Linked DNA regions of Sus scrofa: region 1 is linked to region 2. The links are chromatin contacts, called in public Hi-C maps. All regions are on one chromosome and are shown on one strand. The core of a region is the stretch at or near the end of the contact, and the rest is flanking DNA. Distances in the headings are between cores, read along the strand shown.

Region 1 (4,600 bases), core at 17-2,516, 50 kb before region 2:
GGTTAAGGATCTGGCATTGCCATGAGCTGTGGTGTAGGTTGCAGACATGGCTCGGATCCCACGTTGCTGCCCACGTTGCTGTGGCTCTGGCGTAGGCCAGCGGCTACAGCTCAGATTAGACCCCTAGCCTGGGAACTTCCATGTGCCTCGGGTGCAGCCCTAAAAAGACAAAAAAAACAACCAAAAAAACAAACAACTGGATACCTCAAGTTTAGGAATTTAGTGCTTTTCTGTGTACAGGAAGATTATGCAAGGTCTGGGCTCACTGAAACCATTCCTTCAATGTGCACCTCAGCCATCTGGGGCCAGTATCCTGTGTTTTCACCTCCTGATTTTCCTCAGGGCTCACCTTAAGAAGTGGCTGCAGTCTGATGGCTGCTAGGTGGCAGGTATTCTTTCTTTCCTTCCTGAGTTCCCTTAGGGCTCACTGGCTCGCCAGTTTAGAGGTGGCTGCAATCGCTGAGGACTGGGACATCCTCTGATAACTGACATGCGGGCAAATATTTGATCTCTCAGGCGGCAGGAGCGGATTCTGGAAGTATGAGCCTGTTCCTGGCTGGAGCCTGTTGACTGGGCTGACCTCAAGTGGCCAAAAGTGGGAACCGCAGCCTTGGTCACGTGGGTCCCTCCCGCTCTTCTCCGGCTTCCCTGCAGGCTCTCACACCCTCGGTGGCTCCCTGTGGTCCTTTCCACAGGGCAAGGATGCTAAATCAACACCTGCTAGGTCGCTACGGAGACCCCTGAGCTCAAATCCCAGCCTCCTCCATCACTCCCGGGCCCTGCCCCCAGCCTGCCAACACTCAACTCTCAGCCTCACTTTCCCCAGCTGGGGACTGGACAGAAAATGCCCTAGGCCTCTTCCGGTCATGGGACAGATGAACACAAAGCTGGCATGCACCGGATGCTCAGTAACTGCAATTGTCACCCTCAGAAACTTGGAGGAGAAGGGCAGGAACTTGACATGGGGTGTTTGAGGCAGCCGCAACTCCCCTCCCACAGGATCCCACTGGCGAGCATTCAGCCCGAGGCCATAATTTGGCAGAAACTACTCACCTTTTTTTCTGGGAAAACGAAAAAAGAAACCGAAACTAAAAGCCTGGGCTGTCCTCTGCCTGTAGTAGCCCCATTCAATCATCTCCAAGTCAGGGGTTTTTCCAGCAACTTGTCATTGGTCCTCACAGCTCCTATGCTAATAAGGGGGCAGCCCCAGCCCCTAGAAGGCACTCTTACCTAACTCTTGCCCAGACTCCCTCAGCACAGACCCAGATGTCACCTAGTTTGTATTCCTACAGCCCTTTACCCATGGTGAGCTGCTTGAGGGAATCAAACCTGCGAGACAGCAGGCTGTGGCTGGTCTTCCTGCTCTGCCTGTTGGTGGTGGGTCTGCTGGTGTCTCTGATCATCTTTGCTGTCAAGGCCAACAGCAAGGGCTGCAAGGATGGCCTCCGAGCACAGCAGGAATGTCAAAACCAAACGGACCATCTGCAGCACCAGCTAACTGTGGCCCAGGAGGTCTTACAGAGGACCAAGGCCCAGTACACCGTTTGCAACCAGACTGTGGTAAGCCACCATATCCCCTAGATAGGGCCCTGGGCTTGGGGTGGGGGTGGGGGGCTCTCACAGTGTCTATATGGCAATCAAGATAGACTCTGAAACTGCCCCCTGAATGTTTCCACTGGGATTTGGGGACTGTGAAACTCTTTCGAGGGTCCTGGGGTGGGGTGGGGCCTTAAAACTCCCCAGAGCACCCAAATCAGGGTGCCTCAATATCCCTTCTAGGATGTGGGGGAATGTCCAAACTCCCTGGCACTTGTGTGAGGAGCTAGAAACTCCCTTCAGGCTCCAGTGGAGGGGTGGGGAGCCGAAGTCCTCTCTGCAGGTTGGGACGGAAAACCTTACCAGGTCGGTAAGAAAGGAGGGGCTCTCCATACATCTGCTACTTCCTGACAGACTGAAACTTTAACTTGCTTCCCTGTATGGGGGGCCTTGAAACTCCCACTGGGCCTCTAACTTGGGCTCCCCCTCCACCACAATGTTCTGGTTTGGGGAAGACCTCTCAGTCTTCTTCTTGTGTAGGCACAAGTTCACGTGCCTGATGCACAGTGAGGCCAAATGAACAGAGATGTCAGAGACTGGAGTAGAGAAAGGTTTATTGCAGGGCTGTGTAAGGAGATGGATGGCTTGTGCCCCACCGCCCCACCCCCTGCAAATCCCCAACACCCCAAAGGGTTTCAGCAAAGCTTTTTTTTTTATTTTTTGTTTTTTAATTTTTACTTTTTTAGGGCCATCCTCATGGATGCTAGTTGGGCCTGTCAAGTGCTGAGCCATGAAGGGAACTCCCAGAAAAGCATTTTTACTTTTTTTTTTTTTTTTTTTTTTTGCTTTTTAGAGCCACACCCATGGCATATGGAGGTTCCCAGGCTAGGAGTCTAATCACAGCTACAGCTGCCAGCCTACACCACAGCCACAGCAATGCAGAATCCAAGCCGTGACTGTGACCACAGCTCACAGCAACGCCAGATCCTTAACTCACTGAGTGAGGCCAGGGATCCAACCGGCAACCTCATGGTTTCTAGTCAAATTCATTTCCGAGGAGCCACAACAGGAACTCCTTTTTATTTTATTTATTTTTATTTTATTTTATTTTATTTTCAGCAAAGCAAAGCATTTTTAAAAGCTAAGTGGGGGGCAGGTCACAGGGTATGTGATTCACTCCCGCACAAGCCTCTGATTGGTTGGGGAGGTTAACAGGGACTCCTCACAGGGTTTAACTTTATCAACACTTAGATGCCAGTAGTTCTGGGGGCTGACCATGCTCATGCCCACCAAGTGGCTAAAATTGCTTCCTTTTGTGGGGGTTCACATCCGTAAAACAACTCAGGATTGGAATTCCTGCTGTGGTGCAGTGGGTTAAAATCTGGTGTTGTCTTTGTGGTAGCATGGGTTGGATCCCCAGCCCCACACAGAAGGTTAAGTATTCACCCTTGCTGCAGCTGTGACTAGGATTCCATCCCTAGCCCAGGAACTTCCAGCGCCGCAAGTGCAGCCCCCAAACAACAACAACTCAGGATTGTGCATTAAATACTGTTATCTAAGTTCTTGAGAGAGGTGCTAAAGCAGAGGGTATGGGGGAAGGCCCCATGGGGATCCTGCTCAGTTCCTCTTGGGCAATACCCCAGGGATCTGGAAACTTCTAGAGTTTGGGCATAGGAAGCCTCCAAATTCCGGGGGGGGCCCTCAAAACTCCCATTTCAAGGATTACATCCTTTCCTGTGGCCCTGGGAGGATGGGAGGTTGTGGCCATTCTTTAAGGTGGGAGATTGAGGTGTAGGAGAGAGTTGGAGGGGAAACTGAAGGGGGTTTGTGCCTGAGCTCCTCTGATCCCAGGGCCTCTGGAGGAGTCCAGGGCCCAGGGACAGAAATCTAGTTGCCCACACCCATCCCACTCCACCCCACGCTCTTCCCAGGAGAACCTACGAGATTCTCTGGAGATGGAGAAGACGCAAAGTCAGAAGCAGCTGAAGGAGCTTCAGGGTGAGAAAAGCACAAGGCCAGGCTTCCACTGAGGGGGCTGGGAGGGGTGGGCTAGGGATCGAAAAGGCGTAGGGAGGGAGCATCCCAGGGTTGGGGTTGAGAGAGAGGGAAGGGGGTAGATTCCACCTGGAGTGCGGAGGAGAGAGTCCGCCGGGTCTCCCAGCTGGGGCCGGAGGGCGAGGGGCTAGAAGCGGGGTCCTTCCCAGGGTGGGGCCAGGTGAGTGGGCGTCACTGAGCAGACGCCTCCCCTCATTCTGTACCCACTCCAACCAGGAGAGATCAAGAGATTGAATCAGAAGCTGCAGGAGGCTTCGGAAGAGGCGGAGCGACTAAGGTCCGAGACGAACCCCCCGAAGCCACGCCCCTTTCCCCCTCCCCACCCCTCAAGACGCCCGACCCCCTTGACTCAGAAAAACCCCCGCTGCTCAGGGGGCAAAGTTTAAGTCCTAGACTTGTCCCTTGGGTCACACAGCCATGGGGTGGCCACTGCCCACTCTCCTCCCCAGCGACGTGGTGGGGAAGGAGTGGAGATTCTTAGAAGCAAAGCCTAGAGCTGCTGGATCCCTCCTGGCGGCTGCCTGAGTTACCCCTATCTCTATTCCAAATGAAGGAAGGAGTTCAGGAGAACAACAGTCAACTCCGGCAGCTTCAGCTGCTCCAGCTCTTCGAGCCTCCTGTTCATTGCAGTCGTGGTCCTGGGCCTCAATGCCCTGCTGACCTGAGGTCTCCGGAAGCCGTCTGGTAAGGAGGGGGCAGCTGCGCGAAGAAGAAAACTGGGAAGGGCTAGGAGTCAGGGATGAGTCAGGGTCTAAGAGGTGGCCTGCCTGTGGGACAGAGGACTGGGCCCCCAGGGAAAGGATCTTGGGAAGTTCCCTGGTGGTCTGCAGCTTAAGACTCAGGACGCCGCATCACCACTGCTGTGGTTCAGGTTACAACCCTGGCCTGGCCACATGCTTCGTGCAAAAAAAAAAACCAAAAAACCACCACCAACAACAAAAAAACACCCTGCAGGTGTTCCCGTCCTGGCTCAGCGGTCACGAACCCAACTAGTCCAACTACTATCCAC
Region 2 (4,533 bases), core at 1,164-3,663:
CCAGAAGGCAGCAGGTCCGACTTATTCAGCACCAGCAGGAGGCGCTGGCTGCTCCCATGGGGGCTCCCAGCAACCGTGGGGATGACAACAGTATCCAGGAAGTTACAGCTAGACGAAGAGGTCAGGTCAGAAGCATCCAGCACGGCTAGAATGAGGTCAGCCTGCTCCAGCCTGGGGGAGTGAGAGAATGGAGCTTGGACCCCAGAGTTGAGCCATTACGAGCACTGGGTGGGGACAGGGACAGAGGCAGAACGTTACAAACCTGCCCTCCCCAAATAGCAGACTCTCCACTTGAGGTCTAGTGGCCTTTCCTCATTGAGGAAAAATGAAAAATAAAGGCAAGGGGTTGAAACAGCAGAGGAAGGGCCCTGTTTCCCCTTCCGACCACCCTGATTGCCCACCTTTTTTGGGCGCGCCGTACGCCCTCCTTCTCCACAGGCCCCACGCCCTCCCGCAACCCCGCCGTGTCACTCAGCAGCGCAGGGAACCCGGCCAGGTCCACGGGAGTCTCCAGCACGTCTCGGGTGGTCCCCGGCTCAGGGGACACGATGGACACAGGCTTCTGGCCTGGGGGTGGGGTGGGGTAGGGTCAGAGGCGGGGGCAGGGCTGGAGCTGGCTGGTGTTCTACCTCCCTGGCCCCTTGCTCACCCCTAAAAGCTCAGTACCCCAGCTCCTAGTATACCCCCTGCCCCGGGCCCCGCCCCCCTGCCCACGCACTGAGCAGGTTCACCAGGCTGCTCTTGCCGGCATTAGGAGGTCCAGCAACCACTACGTGCGCCCCTGAGCGAAGCCTCTGTCCACGCCTGGCATCTCGAAGGTGTGTGCCCAATGCCACCTCTAGCTCCCGCACTTCGCTGTCAGCTGTAGATGGAAGAAAGCAGGAGGGAGAGTAAGGGGGTCTCTAAGGGCTGAGATGCCAGATGTCCCCACCTCCCACCCCCAGGCAGACCCACCTTGATCCAGGACGCCCTCCTCTAGGTTGTCATCCTCACCAAAATCAATATAGGCCTCCACATGGGCCAGAGCCTGAAAGAGGTGAGTTTGGGTAGTGTGATCACCCAGGAACCCACCCCCCAGTGTGCCCAGGTCTGGCCCGGCCCAAGGTGCCCGACTGGGCTCACAGGAAGCTCTCATGCAGGTTAGACAGGCAAGTGATGAGCAAATGGTGTACTTGCCCTAGTGAGGGTCTCTGCCCAGCCTTGGCAGAGGTGGCCCAGCTCCCCGTCCAGCTGCCTCAAGGCCTGCCGCCGCTGCGCCTCAGTTTCTGCATGGATCAGATCTGCCAGCCCCTCTACCTCAGTCAGGCTCAGCTTCCCATGGGCGAATGCCCTCCTGGTGAACTCGCCTGCCTCTGCTGGCCGCAGCCCTGGCACACTGCCTGCAGGAAGGTTCAGGGTCCTAAGCCCCTTTTGGTTCCTATCCAGGCCCACTGGTATATAGCCACACCTTAAACCCAAGGCTGCAGACTCACCCAGGGCCTGCAGGACACCACTCACCACAGCTGGGCCTCCATGCACATGGAACTCCGCGCAATCCTCACCGGTGAAACTCTGGGGACCTAGTATGGTGAGGAGATAGGTGTCAGGAGGATACCACCTGGGTAAAAGTCCGGAAGGAGGAAGTTGGGTCATAGAAGCTATATGAGGTTGCAGATCTGAAGTCCCTCACCTGGAAACCAAAGCACCAGCGCGCGGTCCAAAGGCTCCCCAGAGCAGGGGTCGCTGAGGAGGCGCAGGCAGGCTTTGCGGGCCGGGGGTAAGTCCCGGGGCGCCGTAAGGCTCCGGAGGGCGTGCCCGCTGGCTGGGCCGCTGGTTCTAATGACAGCGATGCCGCAGCGGCCTTGGCCAGAGCTCAGTGCGAAGATAGTGGACCCGGGACCCAGGGCCGGGGCGCCACTGCTCTGGCGCGGGCACGGCCTGGAACTGGAAGAGGAGGAGAGTCAGTGTTCTGAGAAACTCTGCCGCCAGAGTGGCAGGTGGATCGAAGGCTAGATGGTCAGGAGATGCCCCAAGTGTAAGTTCTGCGGCCGGGGGGATGAAAAGATTGGAAGGTTTGAGGCCGTAAGATGACTGAATAGAGATGTCTGAGAGAAGTTGATCCACATGTGGGCTCTGCGGCAGGGGGATGGACAGAGCCTTGGAAGAAGACCAAAAATACGGCTCTGCCAAAGGGAACTGGACCTCCAGATCCTAGGGAGAGGATCTGGGCCCCAAGCAGCGCCCTACGCCGTCACACCCCCTCCCCCAAGTGAGAAGCCCCACCTGAGAGGCCCACGTGCCGCCCGGGCTACCAGGGTCCATAGTACCCGCCACATGGATTCACAATCAGCGACCAGCCTTGGCAGCGCCCAGCCGGGGCTAGCCCCGCCCACCTCGCGGCGTGATCCGTAAAGGGCTCAACAATTCTCGGTTACCATTGGGCCCCGTAGAAGACGTACCGCCCACCCACTGAAGATCTTAGCTTCTATTGGCTGATTCCAGGAAAGGACAGGGTGCTAGCACTCCGGGTGCAGCTAAATGGTGTTCCCCCTGCAACATTAGACAGAATTTTTGGGATCCTAGAGCAGCAGGGATCTGAGATACCGGAAAAGAGGGTGGGGGTAAGAACAGGGCTTGGCTTAGGGCGGTGGGAATTATGGAGAAGAAAGGATTTGAGTCCCGTTTGGCCACTACATAGCCTTAGGCGAAGCAAGAGCATCTCAGTGACCGGGAGAGAATTCCGGGGAACCTATGCACTGACCCTGGGAAAATCTTGTCCATACTTCTGGGAAGATTTCTAGTTTTCTCGGAACTCTACAGTTCTCACCCCTCCCTAGATTTCCTCCCGCTGTCTCCATGGCCTCGTATACCCTTCTTCCTCTGACAAGCTCAGCCTCAGTGCCTAGCTCCAAGGTCCCCTTTGCCAGGAAGCTTCCCTAGAACCCCCAGCACAGTCCTCTCGCCCCTCTGGGCTACTCTGGCCCAGGTCTGCTGCTGCAGAGTTGAGTGTTCGGTTGGTCTATGGCTCCCCGAAAGCCAGAGGGGAGTCTCAGAGATTACTTTCAGGTTAACCCAGGACAGCGGCGGCTGATGGAATAAAGCGCAGATGGTGGAATTCCAGGCACCGGACGGGTGGGATCTCAGCAGGACGCTTTCGCACGACTAATTCTCTGGTTCTAGGACGGAGCGGGAGGGCGGCGCTCATATACTTTGGGAAGACGAACAGGATACAGGTCTAAAGACCCCATGCCTCGCTCTGCTCAATTTTTTCATTTGTAAAGAAGGGCAAACGATGACATTCGCCGTCTCCGAGTTCTGTCTGTCGAAAGTATACATCAAGTGCCTACTGTGTGAGAACAGAATTTGCCTGGGACTCTGCGCGCGCTGGCTTTTCAGTCTAATGGAGGAGGCCATTCAGGGTGGTCGGGAGGTCCAAGTGACAGGCAAAATACAGGGCACTCAGTTAAATGTGAATTTCAGATAAACAATGAGTAACGTTTTAGTGTAACTATATCCCATGCAATACTTGGGACATACTGAAAATTTATTCATTTATCCGAAATTCACATTTAACTAGGAGGACTGTAATATTATTATTGTTGTTGTTGCTTTTTAGGGCCGCACCCGCGGCATATGGAGATTCCTGGGCTAGGTGTCGAATCGGAGTTACAGCTGCCAGGCTATGCCACACCCACAGCAACGCCAGATCCAAGCCACCTCTGCGACCTACATCACAGCTCACCTCAGCGCCGGATCCTTAACCCACTGAGCGAGGCCAGGGATCGAACCTGCCACCTCATGATTCCTAGTCGGATTCGTTTCCCCGGCGCCACGTTGAGAACTCCAGAAGGACTGTATTTTTATTTGCTAAATTTGGTAACACAATCAGATCCTCTCTGAGGACGTTACATCTTTAAAGGTGTTGGAGTTAACTGGACAAAGGGTGTGAAGAGAGTCCTAGATAGCTGAACAGCATGTGCTAAGGCCCTAAGGCAGGCTCTGATATATTTATTCTCATCCCTGCTGCGGTGGTTGAAATTTCTGCTACCAGGAATTTCCCCCGACTAGGTCCGCCCCCTCCCACGTCCACCTCGGATTCCAAACAGATGTGGAAACTAAAGCTAGGAGGCGGAGGATCCAGGTCCACGGCGGGCGGGGACGAGACCCAGAATACCGTGCGGGCGGGGACCAGGAGGAGAATTCGCGTTCGGTGCGGGCGGGGACGAGCACCAGAGAGCGAGGTGGGCGGGCGAGAACGAAACTCAGAAAACAACACGGGCGGAGTCGAGAACCAGAGAACGACGGGCGCTGGGCCCAGGAGAATCGAGGTTCGGCGCGGACGGGGACGAGAAACAATCTCGGGCACGCGGGGACGGCGGCCGGCGCGGGCGGGCGCGGCCTTTGTCTCCACCTCCAGCGCACTCGGCTGCTGCACCGGCCCCATGAGCCCGCGGGCCCCCGGCGCCTGGGCCACCCGCAGCTCCTGACCCGCCCTGCCCTCGCCATGGCCGAATCCGCCTCCGGCGCCGGGGGCACGTCCCTGGAGGACGAACG

The links. Hi-C and Micro-C count contacts between places; a contact is called where the count stands out from the background.
Region 1: a contact with region 2 is called in a Hi-C map of mesenteric adipose tissue, with 2.0 times the contacts expected there. The contact joins the promoter of BST2 here to the promoter of GTPBP3 in region 2. A contact is called at or near these places in 1 of 5 promoter capture datasets (liver), 30 of 47 Hi-C or Micro-C datasets (adipose tissue, alveolar macrophages, blood and 15 more) and 2 of 2 datasets of contacts at active chromatin or transcription factors (alveolar macrophages and skeletal muscle).

What each region holds. Positions count from the first base shown.
Region 1 is chr2:60,304,040-60,308,639 of Sscrofa11.1, forward strand. It overlaps BST2 (bone marrow stromal cell antigen 2), which reads left to right and starts at 1,267. Exons shown (of 4, transcript NM_001161755.1): 1 at 1,267-1,560; 2 at 3,468-3,534; 3 at 3,808-3,868; 4 at 4,145-4,256. The coding sequence starts at 1,267. The coding sequence ends at 4,256.
Region 2 is chr2:60,352,990-60,357,522 of Sscrofa11.1, forward strand. It overlaps GTPBP3 (tRNA modification GTPase GTPBP3, mitochondrial), which reads right to left and starts at 2,414. Exons shown (of 8, transcript XM_021083561.1): 1 at 2,263-2,414; 2 at 1,670-1,923; 3 at 1,177-1,559; 4 at 955-1,027; 5 at 719-862; 6 at 402-567; 7 at 1-171. The coding sequence starts at 2,315. It overlaps ANO8 (anoctamin-8), which reads left to right and starts at 4,205. Exons shown (of 19, transcript XM_021083565.1): 1 at 4,205-4,533. The coding sequence starts at 4,484.